Linked DNA regions of Macaca mulatta: region 1 is linked to region 2. The links are chromatin contacts, called in public Hi-C maps. All regions are on one chromosome and are shown on one strand. The core of a region is the stretch at or near the end of the contact, and the rest is flanking DNA. Distances in the headings are between cores, read along the strand shown. Region 1 has its middle 310 kb from the start of PLET1. Region 2 holds the start of LOC693603.

Region 1 (3,927 bases), core at 126-2,625, 280 kb after region 2:
AGGGCCTTAAATAATGAAGGTTAATTTTACATTTTATATCCCTTGTGGGTTACCAGGGGTGTCTGCTCACCCTGTTCACTCAGGATCCAGGCTAATCTGAAATATTGGTGGTCACTGTGCCAGACAGAAAGAGCTCTGGGGGGGGGGTCTCACATCAGCAATGAAATGTTCACGCCCAGAACTGATGTCTATTGTGTCTTCTCACAACTCACAGAACAAAACTAGTCATGCACGTGCCTATCATTGGTCTCTAAAGGGAGAACCAGAAATATTCAGAAATCATCTTAGTGACTGTCAGAGGGTAGTCCAAAGACAGTGGTGTTTTAGAAAGTTGGCCCGGAAGTGGTACACAACAGGGATGAGATAGGGAGATTGGAGGCAGCAGACTGGTTATGTTGATTGACCACGGGTATTTCAGGGCGAAGGGCTCTTGCACTTGGTATCAATAGTGAGAGTGGAGAGAAGGGGATTTCTCTACCAGAGCTGACATAGGATTTGCTGACGTTGGATTTAGAGTGACCCGAGAGTCAAATCTGACTCAGGCAGGGCCAACTGGGGCAAAATACTCAAGAGGCCACATTCCAGGCCTTACTGTTACTCACCCTCTTGTTTTAGATCCTCCTCACCTGTAATGCTTTCCTCTCAAGCATAACTCCAGAAAGTATCTGCGCTTCACAATGTGATGGCAGACTCTCTCATCCTCAAAATTTATTAGCTGAGAACTATTATTAAGACTTAAAGAGCGATTCTAAGGATGTTTGCATTTTAATAACATTGAAGTCTTTGAAAACTAAGTTAATAAATCTCCAGTAATAGGCCTTGAGGCCACAAGTGAAGAAACAGTTATTTAATGAGAACTAACTATTGCCAGTCCCCATTTGATGGACTGGGGCTGCGGCAGTGAACAACTGACAAAGTCATTGCCCTCACAGAGCGAATATTCTCTAGTAGAGGAGATAACAAATAAATAAGTGACAGCAAAAATGGTAAGTGCCATGGAGAAAAATAAAGCAATATAAGGGAATGAGGAGGTGCTGGTGCACATGTGTGTGTGTGTGAATGGGTGTGGGTGTGTATAGGTGTGGGTCATCTTCCAATGATACTGCCATTGCCAACAACATGAAATTCCTTTTAGAGAATGCCTTTCAGAGCTCAGTTTTTCATGGATGAAGATGTAGAAATTTTCCTGTTTTGTCTCTGATATTTCTGGAAGCAAATCACATACATTACCTGATTGATCCAGCTGAGAATTCCAAACCAGCCAGTGGAGCAGCTTGGGATACCCTAGGAGGGTGCCTGCAAGGCACTTGGCCAGGGGACATCCTCAGGTGACAGTGCAGCTTTCTGCTCAGCCCCGCATCCTTTTCCTGTCTCCTCCCTGCCCTGACCCCCACTGGTGAAGAGACAGCAGGCTACCCAGTCTGATGGGACAACTGTCTAAACAGGTGCCTCACTCTGTCTCTCAGCAGCCTTGTCAGGCTGTCAGAGTGATTCACTCCCAGGGATAAAAAAGAACAGTGGAATCGCCAGCATTCCAAATGGCCTAACATTTGCAGAAGCCCTGGCCTCAGGACCTGCCCACTGGTTGCCACTTCAACCTCAAAGGAAAGCCAAATAAATAAGCCCGAGCACACATTTATTGGTCTCCCGGAGAAGGCCGTTTCCCCATGGAGCAAATGCTCTTAGCACAGGCATTCGAATCCCTATATTTTATTTTTAAAAAACAGCATCGCCACCCCAGCTAGGTCATGCATCTTCCCTTAGAGCTGAACAAAGGCAGTGAGTGGCTTCCCTTCTCTGCCTGTGCTTATCATTCTCCTGGGCTGGTGGCAAGGTCCACTGCTCAAACGGTTAATATTTTTTCTGACACAGCAGTGACTGTGTTTGGAATTTCAAATGGAAGGGATGTCGGGTTCTACATTTCAGAGGGAAACTTGGGAGATCAGCCAGGTCATTCATCTGCCAGATTCTGTGCTTGCAATAACAGAGTAGGGGGGAGGGGAGGAGGTAGAGGGAAAGAGAAACTTTCCAAGACAAAATCCAAGAAGAAGAAAACTAAATGCATTATGGCCTATTGGCAAGAACAATAAACGAGGCTTAGGTGACCTGCATTCTCCCCAGCTCTACTGCGAATGAGTGAGTGACTTGAGGCAAGTCCGTGTTGTTCCTGTTTCTCCATTTCCTTATCTATTTAAACATGGTTTTCTGTATAGGTTAGATGTGAGGGTTAAATGTTATAATAGATGTCAAATTTCTTCCACCAGATTGGGGGGAAAGTGCTTTTCTGGTATAAGGCATCATTATCAATACTTTTGTGGAATCTTACCATTCAAGAATTAGAGGCTCAATCGCCAAGGTTTAATTCCAAGGAAAACCTTTGGATTAGATGAGTAAATTCTTGGCAGAAAGAGATTATTATGATTTACATAGAATCATAGAATAATAGGAACCAAGAGACCTTAGAGGTCATTCTGTCCCGTTTCCCATCCAAAGGCAAAATCCCTTCTATAAAACCCTCTGTGTTCCCACAGCAGCTTGTAACATTATACACAAAATCATTTGCTTTTGTGAGTGCTTTAGATCCACAAGCTATGTCTTTGCTTTTCCTTTTTAATCAAAGTTCCCTAGAACAAGAGGAGAGCACCTAGTAGGTACTCAATAAATACCATGTTGAAGAAATGATGGTCTGAACATTCCTGGCAGATGCTGCTTCAAACCCTGCATTAAAAGTCCCAGCAATGAGGTGCTCCCTGCTTGGTAAAGCAGCTCATTTCATTCTTGGCAGCTATGGTTATCAGAACATTCTTCCATACCAGAGCTGGAATAGAACTCCCCAAATTTTACCCTCCTTTGGTGCTGCCTTCTGGGGCTCTATGGAAGACTTCGCCCCCTTAGCCCCACAACATTTCTTGCTTCCTAAAGCACTCTTCATTTTGGTCTTTTCTCTGAATGGACTATAATTTGTTAATGCCTATCTTAACTCATGATGCCCGGAATAGTCCAAATGTGATCCTGCTGGCACATGACTCAGAGAAACAATGAGTACTAGTTTATTATTACTATGTCATTGGTATCTTGAAGGTCACTTTGCATCTGTTGGAGCTCATTTCATTTCTTTAAACCCACAAAACAACCCTGTGAGATGAGGATCATTATCCCTGTTTTATTTATGAAGAAACTGAGGCTCAGTGAATTAATTCAACTTGCCTATGGACTCACTGACAGAAAAGGGCAGAGCTGGGTCTTATTCTCAGCTCTATCAGGCAGTCTTCCGTCCCATTCCTCTATTCGTCAATTACTTAGTAAATATCTACTGTGTGCCAGGCTCTGCACTTGGCTCTGGGGATGAAATGACCTTAATGTTGGTTCCCTTTAAAATACCAAGCTGCCCTCTGTGACCCAAGAATATAATTCTTGTCCAGGGGAAAGCTGTGTTAACATACCACTTTGCAAACACCATCATTTTAACCATATCACGTTATAATTGCGTGTGTGTGTGTGTGTGTGTGTGTGTGTGTGTGTGCCTGCCATTTCCCCCCATTACGCTGGGCTTTGGTGTTCGTCTTGGTTCCCACACCACCCTAGCATTAGAAAAGGTGTTCAATATGGTGCCTGGCATATAGGTGCTAAATAAATATTTGTTGAATGCATGAGATACTTATTTGCTAAATCAAGGAAAATCAGCCACAAACGAGAGAAGAGGAGGATCCCTTTCCAGCTGGCCAGAAAATCAAATCATCCCTGGCCATTGTTTGGGTGACCAACATGCCTGAAACCACATTGTGTCCAGTGAGACTATGACTTTCTCTGACCTGGGACATAATTCCATGAATGCGGCCTCTGAGGTTTTCTCAGCTCTAGACCTGGGCAATTGTAGCACCCTTCTGAATCATACTGAGCTTGTGGCCCCTCTGAAATCCCCAGATG
Region 2 (4,172 bases), core at 466-2,965:
CTCCCTGAGCTGAGTGTAGTGGCTGCAGTCATTCATTGAACAATTATTTATTGTCCACCTATTGCTAAGCATTGTTCCAGGTTCTGGGGAAACAGTAATGAACAAGTCTCTATTCTCATCAAGTTCACATTCTGGTGGGGAAGCTTGAAAATAAGTAAGTAAACTAAGCAGGATAACTTCAGATAGTGATAAAAGCTACAGAGAAAAGGAAACAGGCCCATAGGATAGAAGTGATTTGGTGGGAGGCCTGAAGAGGCTTTAGGGAGCACGGTGGTCCTTGAACCAAGACCTGGAGGCCAAGAAGGAGCTGGGCCTGCGGAGACCCGAGGAAGAGCATTCCAGGCAGAGAGAAGAGCAATGGCACAATGTGCTGAGGTAGGAAAGCATTTGGCAAGAAAGAAGATGCTTGCAGGAGCACTGTGAACCCTGGGGAGTATGGGATGAGGAGAGGAGCAGGAGCGAGGTCCATGCATGTTCCCTAACTCTGTGCTGAGGTGTTCTTGGTGCTGCTGTGAATTCGGAGGGGCTCTTTGGGATATTTTAAAGGTCAAAGGCAACACTCAACTTCTGTTGTTCTCCATGCAAACTACTAAGCAGTGCAGGATAGCTTGCAGACTCAACATTAGATTGCCCTACATTTTTTTTTTTTTTTTCCTTGAGATGGTGTCTTACTCTGTTGCCCAGGCTGGAGTGCAGTGGTGCGATCTTGGCTCACTGCAACCTCCGCCTCCCAGGTTTAAGAGATTCTCCTGCCTCAGCCTCCTGAGTAGCTGAGAATACAGGCACGTGCCACCACACCCAGCTAATTTTTGTATTTTTAGTAGAGATGGGGTTTCACCATGTTGGCCAGGCTGGTCTGGAACTCCTAACTTCAAGTGATCCACCTGCCTTGGCCTCTCAAAGTGCTGGGATTACAGGTGTGAGCTACCACGCCCAGCCTGCCCTACATGTTTTTTGATAAAACCATATTTTTCAGAAGCTATATTTTCAGTTTTTGTCATTTGCTATGACATAAAACATGTACTATGGGAAAAATCAGTATAGAATAGGGAGTGAGGGTGGCAGTGCCTAATCCAATTCCAAGGTTCGAGAAGTTGCGCGGTGCCCAAAAAGGACACACATCCCATTAGTGAGAAGTTGTGGCTAAGAATAAGATAATTTTTTTTCCTATTTTATATGCATTATTTTTTGTAGTAGCTACTAAGTTGTTAGGACAGAAATACTTCTTACTTTGGGTCTAGCTACTTAATACACAGAACAGTTAGGTATTTCTTTAGGCCTAGGGTTACTGTGAAAAAAAGCATTGAGACATTAAGGGCATGATAAACGGACAAGGTTGGAAACTCAGGGGCTAGGTGATGAGCTGTCATGAAATCTTTCTCATTTCAAGCACACAACCTTATATTGTTGCCTTTTCATAGACTCAGGGGTGTGTGTTTCTGTGCATGTGTGGGTAACCTGAAAAGGTCATCTAGATTTTGTAACTGGGAGGGTCCCCAACCTGCCTGACCATTAGGATCACCTGGGGGAACTTTGCAAAAATAGTTCCCTGGCCTCTGCCCAGGGGATTCTAATTCAGTGGGTCTCACATTTGAATCTGAGTTCAAAGATCTCCGCTCCAACTCGCATTCTTCAGGCATCCAGGATGGCCCAAATAGAGCCGGTCTGCCCAGATCCTGGGGTCCTAGTTGTTATACGTTGTGTCTGGGGCCAGGTTGTGTGGCTTTTTCGGATCCCCAGACGGGGAAGGGGCGTGGATTACGTGTCCGTTGGAACCCTGGGGGAGGTCGGTGCTGGAAGCGTTCATCTCCACCTCCAGTCTGGGTGCGCGGCGTGAGTGACCCGAGATGAAGACGATTCCTTCCGTAGGAAGCCCCTGCCAGGAGTCACCACCTCCCAGGCCCACTGGACTCGGACCCGAGCGTCCTTTGGGGGGCGGTTTCTGGGCGTGGCGGCTGAGCGCGGTTCGGGGAGACGCCGCCGCGAGGTGGCAGCAGCGGCCCTCTGGCAGCCACGGTGCGTCCCGGGGGGCGGGGACGCGCCGGCTTCGGGCGGGCGTGGTCCCTGCTGCGGGCGCCTGGGTTGGCCGGGCGGACCCCGGAGAGGGGGAGCCGCGGGGACGCAGCGACAGCGTCGGGGTGCTGGCAGTGGTCGCCCACGCCTCCCAGGGGTTGCAGGCCTGGGCGCCGGGGTTGGACCAGTCTTCCGGGCATTGCACGCCCTGGTTTGGTCTGTACCCATGGTTTGTGGCGGGGCAAGACGTTAAGTTGGGTAACACCGAGGTGAGCCGCGGTCCTCGGCACCAGATGAGGAACCACTGTCTCAATAAGGTGTGACGTGGAAAATTTGTGTGTCTATGTGTGACTTAAAAATATCTCCTTTGCTGACGTCTAAAATTTCACTATTAGAGATGCAGTCTTTTGTCCTAAAGATTGTTCTCAATTCAAGGCCCTGGGAGGGAGCAGTGCATTAGAACTTGAGGTCTTTAGGGTGAGTCAATGATTTCATCTCATCTTTGTCGGCAAGGCAAGGGTTAGCCCTCAGTGCTCAAGACACAAAGAGGACTGAAGGCGCATTAATTGGTACTTGCTAATCAAGCCTTAGAGACCAGAGCGCTCCCTGGGAATTTTACTTTAGAGAGAAAACTCATTGGCCCTGGAGCAGCCCTACGTCGTATCCACTTTGTGAATGTTTTAGAGAGGGTTAACGGGGTACTAGCACAGTATGATTAGTTCAGTCCATTGGATTATTACTTTGTAAAAGAGGCAGCATCTTTACTAGTGCTGTAATAAATTGCAAAATTATTATCTCCATTTCCGTTCCTTGTAACTTCTTTCTTTGAATTAAGAAAATAGTGTGGTAGGGTACCGTGAACTTTGGAGCCAGAAATTCCTTGCTTGGAGACCCCTGTCTGCCATCTGTTGACTGGCTCTGTAATTCTGGAAAACAGCCTTTCTAAACTTCAGTTTTCTTATCTGTAAAATGGGAAAAATGCCGCCTACTTGGATGGTGATTGTGAGCATTAAATTAAATTCTGGAAGGAAAATATCTGGTATTTGTGTACTGATTTCAGGTCTTGGTGCTCTGTGTGTAATGGTTACTGTGAGAGCTTCCCTGCAGTCCAAATCTGTGTGTCTCATTCTCAGTGACACCAGTGATGCTGTTAAACAAGGGCAGTCCGGTTCATGGATTGTCACAATGCAGACTGACATCAAGGGGACCCTGCTGTCAGGTACAGAGGGCACCACAGTGACCAGGAACTGCCGTCCTTTCATACCAGGCTTTAGGAGGCTTTACCAGAAGGAATGGAAAATGCTGGTGGGCAGTAACATTGAAACGGCATTTGAGGACTGGTTCCGCATAAAACCTTAAATTCTTCAAGGACGTTGACATTTGTTTATTCTTGTAACAAATTGAAACCTATCCTGTGTGTTGGTTAGAGATCTTCAAACTGTAAATACCTTGAGGCAGGAGTGAGGTTTTATCTTTTAAAGGACAGGCCCCTACTCTCCTACGTAATGAGTTTCTAAAAATGGATGTGAGCACCAATCAATATTTCTCTGGTTGTTAAAGTCAAGAATAAAATGGTATTTTTAAGCTCACAACTGTGTAGGATGAATTCTGTACACTTTTAATTCCCTCTGTTCTCCTTTCCTATTTGAAAGCTGATTAGTTTATGGACTTGGGATCAGATTATTCATGCATTGTTTTTTGATGTTGTATGTCTCTTGATTCTAGGGTATTTTTGACACATATTCTGTCTTGTAACCATAGTTAAACAACTATTTTAGACCAACTCTCTGTGTGTAATTGGCTTCAACACTCACTGCTAGTCCTTTGACACTCTATTTTTTCCATTCTTGAGTAATTTTAAGTCATCGTTTGGGCAGTTGAAATATATTTTAAAGTGATTTAAAGAATATGTGAGTGGCAGACATTCTGAGCTCTTTTGGTTGTCTGTCCTCAAAAACTAAACTTATTTGTGAGTAAAATTTTCATCTAAGTGTTTTCCATATCAAAACTCTGTAAGCTACTCCTCCATTGTAGTAGAGACAGAGGTCAGCACAATTTTCATTCCTTCTTTCTCCTTCCTTCCCTCCCACCCTCCCTCCCTCCCTTCCTCCCTCCCTCCCTCCCTCCCTCCTTCCCTCCCTTCCTCCTTGCCTTCTTCC

The links. Hi-C and Micro-C count contacts between places; a contact is called where the count stands out from the background.
Region 1: a contact with region 2 is called in a Hi-C map of fetal cortical plate, with 2.8 times the contacts expected there. The contact joins the enhancer-like site here to the promoter of LOC693603 in region 2. A contact is called at or near these places in 3 of 14 Hi-C or Micro-C datasets (fetal cortex germinal zone, fetal cortical plate and liver).

Annotation. Positions count from the first base shown.
Region 1 is chr14:113,318,871-113,322,797 of T2T-MMU8v2.0, forward strand. No RefSeq gene overlaps it. Among named protein-coding and RNA genes, the nearest start is that of PLET1, 310 kb to the left of the region's middle. Within about 2 kb of position 1,376, at least 3 of the 40 cell types and tissues checked have an H3K27ac peak or open chromatin away from gene starts, as enhancers often do. A contact at or near this core is called in fetal cortical plate, where this site is marked.
Region 2 is chr14:113,034,426-113,038,597 of T2T-MMU8v2.0, forward strand. LOC693603 reads left to right here and starts at 1,716. Exons shown (of 4, transcript XM_077964286.1): 1 at 1,716-2,330. The coding sequence starts at 1,848.